Linked DNA regions of Sus scrofa: region 2 is linked to region 1. Evidence: chromatin contacts called from public HiChIP or PLAC-seq data. All regions are on one chromosome and are shown on one strand. The core of a region is the stretch at or near the end of the contact, and the rest is flanking DNA. Distances in the headings are between cores, read along the strand shown.

Region 1 (7,912 bases), core at 1,488-3,987:
CCTGTTAGAACTAATAAATGAAGTTAGTAAAGATTCAGAATACAGAATTAATATACAAAAATCAGTTGTGTTCCAGAGTTCCCATCGTGGCACAGTGGTTAATAAATCCAACTAGGAACCATGAGGTTGCGGGTTTGATCCCTGGTCTCGCTCAGTGGGTTAAGGATCCAGCATTGCTGTGAGCTGTGGTGTAGGTCACAGACATGGCTCTGATCCCGCATTGCTGTGGCTCTGGCGTAGGCTGGTGGTTACAGCTCCGATTTGACCTCTAGCCTGGGAACCTCCATGTGCTGTGGGAAAGCCCCAAAAAAAAAAAAATCAGTTGTGTTCCTATTGTTAGCAAACTCAACCCCATTTACAACAGCACCAAAAATAATAAATTAGGATACATTTAACCAAGGACGTGAAAGATCTATACACCACAAACTTTAAGATATTGATAACAGATACTGAAGAAAACACAAGTAAATGGAAAGCTATCCTATGTCCATGGATCAGAACGCTTAATACTGTTTAAATATCCATAATACCCAAAGCCACCTCTTGAGTCACTGCAATGCTTATCAAAAGTCCAATGGCACTTTCCACAGAAATAGTAAAAACAATAGTTGATGATTGTTGCACAACTATAAATGTAATAAAACACATTGAGTAATAAAAAAATACTAAAATCCTTATGAACCCACAAAAAATTCTGAACAGCCAATGCAATTATGAGAAAGAAGAATGAAGCTGGAGGTATCACACTTCCTGTTCTCAAACTGTATTACAAAGCTGTAGTAATCAAAACAGTATGGTCCTGGCATAAAAACAGACACAGGGATGAATGGACAGGCTAGAGGGCCCAGAAATAAACACACACATATATAGTCAACTAATGTTTGACAAGGGAGCCAAGAATAATCAATAAGAAAGGATAAATAAATAGTGTTGGGGAGTTCCCATCATGGTGCAAGGGAAACGAATCCAACTAGGAACCTTGAGGTTGCGGGTTCAATCCCCGGCCTTGCTCCGTGGGTTAAGGATCTGGTGTTGCCGTGAGCTGTGGTGTAGGTCGAAGACATGGCTCAGATCTGGCATTGCTGTGGCTGTGGCACAGGCCAGCAGCTGTAGTTTTGATAAGACCCCTAGCCTGGGAATCTCCATATGCCACGCTGTGGGTGCAGCCCTAAAAAAAAGACAAAAAAAAAAAAAATAGTCTTGGGAAAACTGGATATTCATATGCAAAAGAATGAAACTAGGCGCCTATCTTTACACTAAGCACAAACATTAACTCCAGGTGGATTCAAGCCTTAAACAGAAGACCTGAAACCATACAAATCCTAGAAAAATGCATAAGGGAAGAGCTCCTTGACAACAATTTTGAATTTCTGGAAAGTTTTGAATGATTTTTAATTTCTCAATTTGTATTTATTTATTTTTGGCCACTGCACATGGCATGTGGAAGTACCCAGGCCAGAGCAACGACAGAAGCCACTGCAGTGACAATGCTGCAATGGTGTGCCACCAGGCAACCCCATGGATGCTTTTTTTAGATATGACGTTAAAAGCACAAACCACAAAAGCCAAAACCAAGTAGGACAACATCAAACTGAAAAGCCCAGCAAAAGAAACAACAACAAAAAATAAAGGGCAACCTACAAAATGGGAGAAAATATTGGCAAACTACCCATCTGAAAAGGGGCTGATGTCCAAAATACATGAGGAACTCATACAACTCAATAGCAAAAACAAGCAATCAGATTTTCTTAAATGGACAGAAGACTCGAGTAGACATTTCTCCAAAGAAGACATATAAATGGCCAACAGGTCCATGAAAAGATGCTCAGCATCACTAGTCATCAGGGAAACGCAAACTCGCGGCACAGGAGGTAGTCACGGGATGTGTGTGCACTGGATAAGCCAAGTGGGCTTACGGCTGCAGGTGTGTGGATGCCTCGGTGAGGAGCCATCTGGTCTGTTGTCTGCAGAGCAGAAATATCCAGAGTCACAGGCTTCTGACCCATTTGTTTGATGACAGGAAGCCTCCTGGGCCCTTCAGCTGCCCTTTTTTGGACCAGAGAGTCTGGGAGGGAATTCTTGCGGCATCCAAACCTGTGTCAGAGATGACCAGCTGGCCCTGAGACATCAATTGGCAGGAGCGATGGAATGTGTACCAAAAGATGCAGCTGCCTGGGCTCAGGGGAGCTCCCGCCTTGCTTTGCGAAACCAGCTGAATTCCAGGAATACCAGCAGGGGGGTGGGGGTGGGGGTGGGGGTCGGGTCGTGTCCTACCTGCCTCTCCAGCCAGACGAGCTGAAAGTTGGGGTGGGGAGTTAGGAGGGGGGTGTGCACGCTGGTGCCATAGCCGCCGAGAGAAAGGAAGGGCCAGATGCGAGGACCGGAAAGAGCCGTGTAGCAGGTGGAGGTGAACGTAATTAATGGAGCCAGCGAGCAAGCCTGAACGTGCCAGTGTGTCAGAACCTTGTCCCCAGGAGCCCTGGTCTCGCTGGCCCCATTCCTGAGAACGCAGCGCAAGAATAGCCTGAGATTGACATGCCAAGCGAATGTACAGCAGGAAATTCTCATAAGCCAGGGGTTTGCTCAGAGGCCCTGGCCCCTGTGGCTAAAATCAGGATTATGTCTGTGCTGATTTACTTCCCAGCTGGGTTTTAGGAAAAGCCTCAAACAGACCACTGGGTTGTGCCCGAGATTGGCAGGCAAGACCAGCCTCCCTCCTGAGGCCTCCCCTTCCCGGACAAAGAGCTAACACCAAGAGAGATGCTTAGAGGCCAAGGCCCCTCCCACAGCCTCCCTCTCTCTGGAACCCCCTTCCAATCCCGGCTCTAGTTCCAGACAAGTGTATTTGTGTAGAGGAGAAAAAAGCCAGTGCCTTTTACAAGTTGAGCCCTAAGCAGACCCAGTGCCAGCTTTGCTAGAAATGCCCCCGAACAGTTTAGACCCTGGTTCTCAGCAGAGCTGCTGTTGTTCCATTGAAAATGTGTGGTGAAGGGGTTTTCGGCTGTCACAGTGACGGGGGTCACACCCCTGCTATTGAGGGGTCAGGAATCAGAGGGGCCAGGCCTCTGCAGTGCACATGGGGACAGTCACAACCCAACTTCCTGTACAACTTTTAAATGTCCCAATAGATGTTCAAAAGACAAAAAAAAAAAAAAAAAAAAAAAAATCTGTGCCCAGGGTTTTGATTGTATTTTGTCTATGAACACAAAGAATTTGTTTTGTCTTGATTCCCAGTTTTCACACACACTAATATTTCCGGGAAGGCACCTTGACCCAGAACTGTGTTGACCCCTTTTGGAAAATCATGGTGCCCGGGGCAGCGCCACTCAAGATGTGTGAAGCCCCAAAGCAACACACCCTCTCAAAGGCCATTTGCTGCTGGCGTCTTCTCGGTAATTCTCCTCAGGTGTGCGAGCATTCAGCTGTTTCTTTGTGCCATCTAATGTCGTCGTGCCCAAGCATTTGCATATTGAAATGCAGTTATTTTACCACCCAGAAGTTTCTTTTTATGTCTTCCTTATATTACTCTCAGGGCATTGTACGGGCATGGGGGAGAAATTATGTGTGTCGGAGAACTACGTCGTCTATAAATTTCATTTCGGGATGGAGACGGGAGGGTGTTACCAATCTTTGTAATAAAAAGGAGGACGCGGTGGGAAAACTCGCCGCTGTGGGTCGGGGGTAATGCATGAGCTGGTAGGGACCAGGCTTTTTTATTCACACAGATGCACTGGTTTCTCTGGATTGGAAAGAACTTTTTTTTCCAGTGAGTGGCACTGATTAGAGACGTTTACCGCCTAAGAGGTGATATTACTATATACGGTTCACAGGTGGAACCGCAACCGCAGCGTATTTGCATGGTTTCGCCAAGTCCAGGGTTAACTGTTCACGGGACCCAGGGGCCATTTTCGTTGCCCGAAGTGGTGCGATTGCGCCACCTAGTGGCACATGGGAAAATAGCAGGTCTGTGCTTTAATTGGCAGATGCCTAACGATAATAAGGTAATATATCAAGAGCTAACATTTATGGAGTGCCTAACCCTTATGGGGTGCCTACCACGGGCTATCACTTTTCCTAGATTAACCCATTTAATCCTGACATAATCCTTATGAAATAGGCACTGTTGTCCCCATTTTGCATACTGGGAAACCTAGGAACGGAGAGGGTAAGGGACTTGACTTTGTCACAGGGGCAGCTAGTGAGAGGCAGGACTGGGATTTGAAACCTGGAGGCCTGGCTCTACAGTTGCTACTCTTAGCAACTGTGCTATAGCCTTGCTGTCCTGGGGGACCTTATCCCGAGAGCCAGACTAGTAAGGCCTGCAGCCATTTGGAGAATTTCCAAAAGAGAGGAAGAAGAGCAGAAAGTTCATACGTAAGTATTAGGACATGGTAAGATCCGGAAGAGTCTTGCCTTTGTATGCACCGTGGAAATCTTTGTGCCGAAGCGTGAAGAGGGTGCTTGATTCCTTGGGCGATTCAGAGGCCTTGAAATGGCTAATTCCCCAATTATCCTCTAAGCTTCACAAGAAGAGAGACACAGTTGGTATTTTTTCATATAATATCTGTATTGTGATACAACTCACATGCCATACGATCCATCCCCTTAAGCTGTACTACGCTTTTGGTAGAGTCACCGAGTTGTGTAATCCTGGCCCCAATCAATTTCTACCACCCTCAGAAGAAAGCCCACTCGCATTAGCATTCAGTCCGCATTGCCCCCAACCCCCGGCCCCAGCCCTAGGCCACCACACATCTATTTTCTGCCTCTACAGATTTGCGTTCCCTGGACATTTCATAATAAATGGCACCAGGAAATCTGTGACTGTCGGTGACTTTTTCACTGTCTTCTAGGTCCATCCACCTTGGAGCATGTATTAGTCTTCATTCCTCCTTCTGGCTGAATAACGTGGCTTTATATGGATAGACCCCATTGTATTGGTCTAGCCATCAGTTGATGGACATTTCGGTTGGTTCTACTTTTTGAGACTATCATGAATAACGCTCCTACGAACATTTGCGTGCATGTGTCTGTGTGGGCATATGTTTTCGTTTCTCTCGGGTACCTACCTAGGAGTGGAATTCCTGGATCACAGGTGACTGCACGTGTAACCTTTTGAGCAACGGCCAGGCTTTTCCAATTTGTTTCCATTCCCACCAGGCGTGCAGGAAGCCTCCAAGTTCTCCACAGCCTTGCCCACACTTGTTATTATCTGTCTTTTCTATATATCCGTCCTCGTTGGTATGAAATAGTGTGTTACCGTGGGGGGGGGGGTTGCTTTTTAGATTCCCAGACTGTTGGAGCCGGATGGGAGCACAGAGATCATGTAGCCGGCGTGTTCATTTTCCAGGAGAAGCAGAGAAGGGGACAAGAGAAGGGACGAACCCAAGGGCACAATTAGTAGAGGAGGCAACTCAAGCCAGATGGCCCCCAAAAGATGGAAAGGTCTGAATGAGGCTCTTCTCTAAAACCGAGGAGACATTTCTGCAACCATCAAAATCAGAACACGATGAATTAACAACGCCTAGTCACAAAGAGTCACTTCATGGCTCCTCTGAATCACGGATCACAGATCAACGTAAGCTCTTTCTGCCCATTTCCCTGGTTTTATGCTAACCACACCCCTGTCTGGCAGAGCCGGAAGGGTGGTGGATTCTCTGTCCTATGGGATCTAATGTCTAACTAGGGTCTGTGTAGGTTAATAGAGAGGCATTCTCGGCCGTACTCAAAAAGTGCCCTCTCTGCCCTTCCCCCAAGCGTTTCAGTTGTGTGAGAAATTAATTAAAATAAGGAACTCGGAATGAGGAAGACGTTTATATCAAAGACGTCTCAGTGAACACTGAAGACAGAAAAGCTGAGTTAAGCATTCACGCAGTTGGAAATCTCAACAAGCGTCAAAAAAATTTTTTTTGAACCAGAAGACACATACTGGAAAATTCGAACAATGGCCTGAAGCTAGAACCCTGGTTTACGCTCGCAAACGTGTGCCCTGCGGCGTGGGGAGCTGGGCAGAGGGTCCCCAGGTGCGGGCCGCGCGCCTCAACTCCCCCTCCGCAGCTTGGAGGAGGCGCCCGGGAGCGAGGGTTGCTCTCTGCGCGTCCCCGGCCGACTCCTGCAGCTCAGAGGGGTCCTCCCCTCGGGTCCTCTGAAAGTTTTGTTTCAGGAGGGTGACGGGTACATTTCCCTAGTTTTAAGTGGCGACACTTCTCTCTTTCATCCCTCCAGTCGTTTCAGCGGTGGCCGGGGGAGGCGTGTCACTCGCCATCTTGGATCAAGGGCGAGGGGACCAGTTTCGCGGGGACTTGAAGGCGCGTCCTGGGGTGATGAAAGTGGGGGCATAATCGCACGTCCTAGACAAGCCTTCTCAATCCTCGCCTCTTCCCCCTCCCCCACTCCAGCCTCCGGCCCAAGAGAGATTCCTCCATCCACTAAAGCTAGAGGGGTAGGATGGGTGCCTTTCTCGCGAGCATCCGCGGATCCCAAATTATACCCATCCTATCCTCCGGTGCTTCGGGCTCCACTTCGCTGGAGTGGGCGCGGCGGGGCGCCGAGTGGGAGCGAGTGGCTGGGTGCTGCCCCGCCGGGCGGGGAAGCAGGGTGGCCGCGGGGGTGCGGAGCCGCCAGGGCCCGGCCGGCCTGACACCACCTGGCGGAGTCTTGGGGAAGAGTCTTAAAGGCGCGCGCTCCCCGCGCCCGGCGCACTCCAGCGGGAGCCGCCGAGAGCTCGCCTCCCTCTCCCGCCCGGCACCTCGGGAGGTAAGTGCCGTCCGCCGAGCCGCAGTCGGGGCGCGGTGGGGCAGCCCCGGGCGGCCCCGCGCTCGGGAAGCTCGGGTCGGGGCCGCGGTAGCCCGGCGGAGCCCAAGTTATTGGAAGGCCTCGGAGGGCAGCTGGAGCGGCGAGCGCCCGGGCGGGGACGGCGGCGCTGCCGCGGGGCCAGGGCCGTCTGGGGGCGGCCGTCCCCCGCGGGGAAGCCGAGGAGGCACCGGCGCTCGGCGCACGCTCCGGACGCGGCCCCGCGCCCCGCGCCCTTGGCGCGCTCCGGCCGCGCCTCCGGCGAGCCTAGCCCGCGGGAGCCGCCACCCTTGCTCCGCGCGTTGCCGCCGGCCGGGGGCCCCCGGCAGCCCGCTTGCCCCGCGGTCGCGTCCGGTCACGCCGGCAGGTCGCGCTCGGCGGCCGGCCAAGCCCGCCCCAGCCGCGCCGCGCCCGCGCCCGCGCCCCGGGCCACCCCGCCCGGCCTCTCGGCGCTGCGCCCCTCGCCTTCCCCAGCTCCAGTCGCTCGCTATTTTCACACCTCCCAGTGCCCCGGCCCCGGCGCCTGATTCAGTGCTTAGTAATTAATTTGGCGTTTCAGAATGGTCAGCGGGCTGGATAATGGGCGCATTCATCCCCCGGGCTAATCTGAACAGAGGTGGGAAGAAAGGCTTTCACAGACAGAAAATGCCATTCGCTGAGTGCTCAAAGGGGCTGTCACTCCCAGAATAAATCGCCGCCGCGCCCGCCGGCTCCTCTGGCCATTTCCATACAGCCCGGCCCGCGCCGCGGACCCGCCGGCCTCGGCCGCGGCTCCCGGGAATCACTCACTCGACTGCCTTCGACGGGAAAGTCGGGCGAGAGCGAGACCCAGGCGGGGCCCGAGGGGAAACGGAGAAGCAGGGGGCTCGGGTTAAGGCCACAGGGGACAAAGAGCTTGATTAGAAAAGCAAATGCTAAACTAAGACGGAGGCGCAGCTAATTCCAGGCGCGGACCTTGGAGCTGGGCTGGGGGAACATCCGTCCCACATCCCGCGGTTCGCCAAAGAGGAGGATGCGCGGCCCAGAGCCGACCGCAGCAGCCCGAGGTCACACAGCAAGCGTCTGGATCTCCAAATTGTAAATGGAATCCAGGGCACAAGCACTGATCCTAGAGGCAAGG
Region 2 (7,912 bases), core at 1,632-4,131, 370 kb after region 1:
AATTCATTTTTACCCCAGACACTCCCATACCTGAGAGCTGCCTGGTGGAGCCTTTGTCCGGCCTAGAAATACCTGAAACGATTAGCTCTATTTTCCCTGCTTTCAAACACAAGAGTGCTTGTGGGCAAGAAAACTGATGCTGGAGAAAAAGGTGGGGTAAGAGGGGGAAAAACTTCTCTTCAATCTTGAATGGAATTCAGGTACCAAATATGGAAGAAAAAAAAATTCTTGGCGCAACTAGAAGTTAAACATAAATGTTTCTATTTTTCTTTTTTTTGGGGGGGGGCGGGTGCGTGCAGAGCATATGGAAGTTTCCGGGCCAGGGTTCTAATCGGAGCTGCAGCCCAGCTTAGGTACCACAGCCACGACAGATCCGAGCTGTTGAGGGCGTCCAGGCGAACATCCACTTGGGAACGCTCAGATGCCTACGTTTGCCACCGGGATGGACTGGACCTTGTTTCTAGGGCCCAAGGTGGCTAGAAACTGGGGTGAGAGGCCCAAAGGTTCATTTCCGAGGCCCTGAAACGCACTGATACTGGCTCATAGCTTATCCAATCCACTGTAAAACTTGGGAACAGTCAAGAAAGCTAACAATTAACCAGCTTGATTGCCACCGCTACAGTCAAAATGTAGAGGAAAAATACGGAGAAAAATACTCTTATTATTAACACTGACGAGGCCGTAACGGTCACACAGACGGTGAAAAACACACGTTCGGATCTGAATCCGACAGGAAGACAAGCACTGTGCAGAGCCTTCAAACGGCACTTGGTAGCTCCTATTATCTGCCTTTCTTATAAAATATTGTGACTCCCTGTTCCCAGTGCTGCCTTCGCCACTAGAATATAAATCCCTTGGAGGCGGCTGGGGGAAGAAGGGCAGAAGAACCCGTTCCAGTTTACCTCTGTACGCAGCAGCCCTTAGCCCTGTGCGACCGAGGGTGCTGGAAAAAGGTTTGCTGAGTCAAGAAAGAAAATGTGCCATGTGGCTGCTGCTTTCCTGCAAGGTCTTACTGTTAAGACCCTCCTGCCCCAACTAGGAGGGCAACAGGGAAGTGGGAATTGTACTGGAGAGAGGGGTCAGCTGGGAGATGCTGCTCTACTGTGGTTTTTGGAGACAAAAACGCTGTTATCAAAGATGCAATGGAGGGAGTTCCCACTGCGGCTCAGCACTTACAAACCCAACTAGTACCCACGAGGACACAGGTTCGATCCCTGGCCCAGCTCAGTGCGTTAAGGACCTAGCCTTGCTGCAAGGTGCAGCGTAGGTCGCAGCCATGGCTTGGATCTCGTGGGGCTGTGGCTGTGGCGTAGACCGGCAGCTGTAGCTCCGGTGCGACCCCTAGCCTGGGAACCTCCATATGCCACAGGCGCGGCCCTAAAAAGCCAAAACAAATAAATAAATCAATAAAGACGCTCAGAGTTCCCATCGTGGCGCAGTGGTTAACGAATCCGACTAGGAACCATGAGGTTGCGGGTTCGGTCCCTGCCCTTGCTCAGTAGGTTAACGATCCGGCGTTGCCGTGAGCTGTGGTGTAGGTTGCAGATGCGGCTCGGATCCCGCGTTGCTGTGGCTCTGGCGTAGGCTGGCAGCTGCAGCTCCGATTGGACCTCTAGCCTGGGAACCTCCATATGCCGCGGGAGCGGCCCAAGAAATAGCAAAAAGACAAAAAAATAAATTAAAAAATAAATAAATAAATAAATAAAGACGCAGTGGAGGAGTCCGAATGAGATGATTTCATAAAATTAATGTGGGAAAGGCTGTAGTGCTAGCTATGTTTCCAAGTTGTTTTAAATATGTCATTACCCATTTTATAAGGAGACAATTGATTAACTATAGCCCTAAAAGTATATACAGTCCAAGGTGGGCAAGAAATTCGGTGGTAGGGTGGGGTCTTCTCTTTGGAAATGCAGGAATTATCTTATTTTCAGGTATGCATGTTTATAAGCAAGGATAACTAACAGCGAAAGCCCTGGGGGAATGCCAGAGAAGGCACAGCAAGGGAAATACGTTGGCATGCTGGTACGGAAAAAAGCGCCAACAAAAGAATTGCGATGCAGCAAGTCATCAAGACAGTAGGTGAAGGAAAACCAGGATGATTTTGATGGTGGTCTCAGGAGAGGAAGAAAAGGGAAGGAGGAACCCCATACCGACAAGAAAGACACTGGAGTAACGCTTTCCAGATGGCACATTTCACCGTGTCCACCAAGCGGGCTAACGCTCCATACAGAGTCTTTTACCCAAGACGCTTTTAAAATTATTCACACAACTTTACAGCCTGCAACTCCAAGCGCACGTCTCTGAGCAGCGAGTCTCATTAGGGCTCTGACCATTTTTCACATGAAACACTGGGCCAAGAATCCTCGGCAGTCCACCGCCCCACCCTCCCCTCTGGGACTGGGGGGTACCGTTGACTGTCCCCAGGACACCCTCCCCACCACCCTAACACCACAACTGCAGCTGGATCTGCAGGATCTGGATGCTGGGAAGGACAGGTTCACGGATGTTCCGTATATTAAACACACAACCTTTAGAGGAGGCCTTCGCTACACAGGCAGGGCGGGATGCCACGACACAAGCTGTGTTTTTCCGTGGACGGGAGATTTATCTACCTTGGAAAAAACGGTTCTCTGGTGGAAGGGGGAGGAGGGGGCAGCGAGACTGAGCATGTTTATCCGGGGGGTGGGGGGTGGAGCGAGTACAGAGGGTCGCGGGTCTCAGGGTTGGTGAGCAGCGATTACCAACACTAATTTGAAACCCAGAAGTGGTGGAGCAAGGGCTTGGCAACCAACCGAAATAGCATTTGATCTTTGGCCTCTCTGATCTTAAACTGGGCTGAGCCTCCAGCTGAGTTCACCGGGGCCATTGAACAGCTGTCCGATGATAACCGCTTTCATAGTTGTCAGCAGCGTTTGGTTCAGGCCAGGACTGGGGCTGTTCCCACTCTGCGGAGATGGAAAAAGAGTCTATGTTTCCCTTCATTTCTACCTCTGCTGGAGCGATCCTAAATTAGGAAGTCATCTGGATTTGTAAAAATAATCACGTCTTGGCATGGTCGCTGGGTCTGTTGAAATGTTATTTCGGAAAAGAGAATGCGGATGCCTGGAGGTCACAATAGGAAATGAATCTGGCAATTTGAAAGTGCACCTGCTGAAGTTCCAGGCCGTCTCAGCATTCAAATAATTTATCCATCCTTCCAAACATCTTTTGTGTCTTTTATTTAAAAAAAAAAAAAAAAGCTCTAAGTTATTACACTTAGTATGACTCAGAAAACAGCCCCGCTTCTTTAGATGTGGGTTCTGGGGCTTTTCTCCAACATTTTCTCACAATTCAACAAATGCTCACTTCGAGTCCATTCTGCAAAGCTTGTGTATGTCAGGCTGGACAGCTTAGGCAGCAAGAAGCAGAAAATCAGCCTCGACTGGCTTAAAGAACACAGAAACCTGTCTCCTGTGATGAGAAATTCAAGAGTCAGCTATCCAGAGTTAGCTGGTTGGAGGTTCAGCAACGTTCTGAAATAACCAGATTCCTTCTACCTCTGTATTAGTTAAGTTTCCCATCTCTGCTGTAACAAATTACTACAGACTCAGTGGCTTCAAGCAACACAAACTTACAGATCTGGAGCTCAGGAGTCAGACCTGGGTCTGACTAGGTTAAAAATCAACATGTATGAGTTCCCGTCATGGCTCAGCAGTTAACAATCCCAACTAGCGTCCATGAGGACACAGGTTCGATCCCTGGCCTCACCCAGTGGGTTAAGGATCCAGTGTTGCCGTGAACCGTCGTGTATATTGCAGACAAGCCTTGGATCCTGCGTTGCTGTGGCATAGGCCAGCAGCTATAGCTCCGATCTGATGCCTAGCCCGGGAATCTCCGTATGCTGCAGGTGTGGCCCTAAAAACAAAACAAAACAAAAAAATCAATGTGGCAGCAGGGCTGCAATCCTTCCTCGAACTCTAGGGAGGAGCCCCTTTGCTGGCCTTGCCGACTTCTAGAGGCTGCCCGCATCCGTGGCTTGGGGCCCCTTCCATCCTCGATCCAGCAGCAGCTGGGGGCCCTTCTCACATCACAGCTCCCTGACACAGGCCCGCCTGCCTCCTTCCGCTTTTAAGGACCCCTGGAATTACAATGGCCCATGCAGATCATCCGAAATGGCCTCATCTCCAAGCCCCTCTTTCTGTGTAAAGAAACAGAGTCATAGGTTTCAGGAGCTAGCAAGTGGATCTTTTTGTCTTTTTGCCTTTTCTAGGGCCGCTCCCGCGGCACATGGAGGTTCCCAGGCCAGGAGTCGAATCGGAACCACAGCCGCCGGCCTACGCCAGAGCCACAGCAACACGGGATCCCAGCCACGTCTGCAACACACACCATAGCTCATGGCAACGCCGGATCCCCAACCCACCGAGCAAGGCCAGGGATGGAACCCGCAACCTCATGGTTCCTAGTCGGATTCGTCAGCCACTGAGCCACGAAAGGAACGCCAGCACGTGGATCTTTGAGGCCACCACTCAGCCCGCCACAATCTCAGCCAGGGCTTTGACCTCAAGCTGCTTCCCCTGAGAGTCACACGATGAAAATTAAAGTAGTTCCAAGCGTCACAACCAGACACACCTTCTAGAGGAAGCAAAAGCCAAGCTGTCTCTTTCTTGCGCCTCTTTCTTAGAAGGGAGAGAACCTTTGCCAGGGGCCCTAGCCATGCTTCTCCTTCGTGTCTGTCTGAGATGCGTCACCTGCCCATTATCAACCCAACTTTGGACAAGGAGAATGGTTCCTGGTCACTGACACGGACTGTTGACTTGCGGTGGCCGTCAGAGCCAGCCGTCACATTCAGTCCAGCGCGGGAGACGCCGAGAAGGAAGTACTTCTGGACCACTTAACACCTGAAGGTCCAGCTCCTCGCCGGATGAGCGGCATCACATCTTGCTTAATCTCACCTCAACCCTGTAGGGCAGGCGTTAGGTCATCGTCACCAGGAAAACTGAAGCTCAGCTGGAAGTTGACTATTTCTTCCAGTTCAAGCTATTTCTGTTCATACTATTTGATGCCGAGATGTAGATATGGGGTCCACGGAGGACAGGAGAGTTGAAATCTGCTGTTGTCTACCCTACAGCACCCTTTGCTACCCCTGACAGGGCCATCAGAAGGCATCAGGACTTTGAGCAGCTTCCCCCGGTGGCTTGCTAGAAAACAGACCCCAAGTTCAAGCGTGTCCTCAGGCAGGCTGTCAGCACGCCAGCCTCTCCAAGGCAGAGCGAGCCTGCCTTTGAGGCTGCTTACGGAGCGTCCCTCCCAGAGGAAGACGATGGCACATGATGAAATGAAGCTCAGCCAAGCACCACAAGTCTGAGTTCTACGGCTGTGTCAGTCAGGGTCCAATCAGGAGACAGAAATCAACTGGCTAATTTAATAGAGAGAATTTAGTACAGAGAACTGTTAACTAAACTAGAAAAGTTGTGACCTACGCATTTGAAAGGGTAAAGACACTCTACGATATCATGGAAGTAGTACTGGTAGCAAAAGGAATACGTTAAGATTATTAAAATTAAGAGCCTAGAGGTGGGCTCTACGGAAATGAAACTCGAAGTTCGGAGGAGGAGCTGCCACTCAGTGGGGGCTGAAGTCTGGAGGGCACTCAAAGAGGCTGATTCTGCAGCTGCTGGAAAACTGCCAACTGCATGGGGCTGCAGAGCATGGCTGGTGGGCTTCAAGCAGGGAGAAAGCAAAGGGGAGGTGCCCGCCTCTTCTTGTGTTCCACCCTTGCAGCATCCTTCCGGCACTTCCCGCTGGCACACCTTAACGAGAAGCTGGCTGGCAGTGCAGGATGTGGCTGGCAGGGTGCCAGCTCCAGCACTGCCATCCAGGGCACAGGAGGGCGTGTTTGGAGCCTAAGAGAAAATGGCTTATGAAGAGCACAAGCAGCAGTGCTCATGTGATGCCAGGGGTAAAACGCCTTATTCTGCAGTTGAGCAGGAAGTCTCTGGGAAAGACGAGGAGACAAGCAGGTTTCAGAGGACAATGTGATTGATTGGTTGGTTGATTGATTTTTTTAAAGCAGTGTTCAGCAGAGTTCCCGTCGTGGCTTAGTGGTTAATGTAGTTAATGAATCCGACTAGGAACCATGAGGATGTGGCTTTGAGCCCTGGCCCCACTCAGTGGGTTGAGGATCCGGTGTTGCCACGACCTGTGGTGTGGGTCACAGATGGGGCTCGGATCCCACGTTGCTGTGGCTGTGGTACAGGCCGGCAGTTACAGCTTCGATTCAACTCCCAGCCTGGGAACCTCCATGTGCCGAGGGCCAAAAGACAAAAGACAAAAAAATAATAAACCGCAGTGTTCACGTTTGGGAGCTGCCAATCTACCTTCACGGACTGCAGTCTTCTCCTCCTCTCCGCGCCCATCCTGCCGCTCACCGCTGCACTAATCAGACCCATTATCACTGCCGTTCCTTCCAGGGGGTGGGAAGCGGACAAGAAGAGTCATCTTTGTATTACAAGCAGCCCTTTAAAAGAATTACTAAATTCCCGACGATGTTTTTTGTCATGTAGGGAGGCAGTAAATACACACAGTGGTTAAAAGCATGTTATTTGTCATCGGACAGACGTGGGCTCCAACGCTGGTTTTGACACTTCGTGGCTGTATGACCACTTATTTCAACCGCCTGAACCTCACTTTCCCCACCTGTCACGTGGGGATGGTGATGCGACTTACCTCACAAGGTTGTTGTGGCCATTTAACTAATAAGTGACCATCAGAGAACTTGGGAAGTTGGCCATCAACTTTTTTTGTTGTTGCCTCCCATGAATTTATAACGTAAGAAAGAAAACTGCTGTCCATCCTCACTTTTGAGAAAATTGCTTTGTAGCCTTTCCACAGCGTTCCTACCTCTAGGACAATGCTGACCTCAATGTATTACTATTACATTTGTTTTTTTATGGTCTTTTTAGGGCCACACCCACAGCACATGGAGGTTCCGAGACCAGGGGTCAAATCAGAGCTGCAGCTGCCAGCCTACGTCACAGCCACAGCCACGCCAGATCCGAGCCGCATCTGCAACCTACACCACAACTCACGCCAACACTGGATCCTTAACCCACTGAGTGAGGCCAGGGCTTGAACCGGCAACCTCATGGATATACTATCTGGTTGTTTACTGCTGAGCCACAGCGGAAACTCCTTTTCATTTTTAAAATAACTAATCCCTCCAACTAAAATCAGAGTTCCTTGAGAGTAAAACTGCCTCTTTTCCACCATGTACACAGCTTCTAAAAAAAAAAAGGCTATCTTCCCTGACCCATCTGAACGGTGGACCCATCCAAACAACAAACTACACACAGACTCTCACCCTGGGAAGGGTAGAGACAGGCGGGTCAGGGCGGAGAGGGTGATTTGGGATGGGGAGGGCTGTGTGTCAGCATCACCCAGAGCTTCTTCTAAGGGCACACCCCCTCTGCCTCCCATCACCCTAGATTCGGGCTCAGCCCCTTCGGAAATCATTAACACATCGTTCCTTTGGGAGCGGGAGAGAGACAGACGCTAACAGAAAGTAAGGAAGAGAAAGCCCTTCCATCCCAGTCAGACGGACGCGCAACGAGCCACAGCAAAGCCAGGTGTCCGGACCCAAACTCGAGGTGCGAGTGTGACTTCAGACCCTCAGGGTCGCGCTGGTGGGGCCGGACGGGGTTGAGGGCGTCGGGAGGAACAAGGCCACATGGCCAGCTCCAGCGGAGGAGGGGCACGAAGCCCGCCCAGGGCAGAGGCCTTCGCAGGAGGGGCCCAGAGGGGCTTTGTGAAGGCGACCAGCCCAGCAGCGCCAGTACAGTTTTAAGCAAAACCATAGCAGAGACCAGTGGGGACTCAACAGAGAACAAAACCTCACTCCAACCCCGAGTCCTTTTTCCTTTCAAGGATTTCTACC

What was found. HiChIP or PLAC-seq counts read pairs in DNA pulled down with a chosen protein or histone mark.
Region 2: a contact with region 1 is called in an H3K27ac HiChIP or PLAC-seq map of skeletal muscle. The contact joins two enhancer-like sites. A contact is called at or near these places in 1 of 47 Hi-C or Micro-C datasets (skeletal muscle) and 1 of 2 datasets of contacts at active chromatin or transcription factors (skeletal muscle).

The regions. Positions count from the first base shown.
Region 1 is chr12:54,082,779-54,090,690 of Sscrofa11.1, forward strand. NTN1 (netrin-1) reads left to right here and starts at 6,689. Exons shown (of 8, transcript NM_001044548.1): 1 at 6,689-6,756. Within about 2 kb of position 2,738, at least 5 of the 83 cell types and tissues checked have an H3K27ac peak or open chromatin away from gene starts, as enhancers often do. A contact at or near this core is called in skeletal muscle, where this site is marked.
Region 2 is chr12:54,452,325-54,460,236 of Sscrofa11.1, forward strand. The region is part of intron 6 of STX8 (a long non-coding RNA gene); the gene reads right to left. Among named protein-coding and RNA genes, the nearest start is that of STX8, 88 kb to the right of the region's middle. Within about 2 kb of position 2,882, at least 6 of the 83 cell types and tissues checked have an H3K27ac peak or open chromatin away from gene starts, as enhancers often do. A contact at or near this core is called in skeletal muscle, where this site is marked.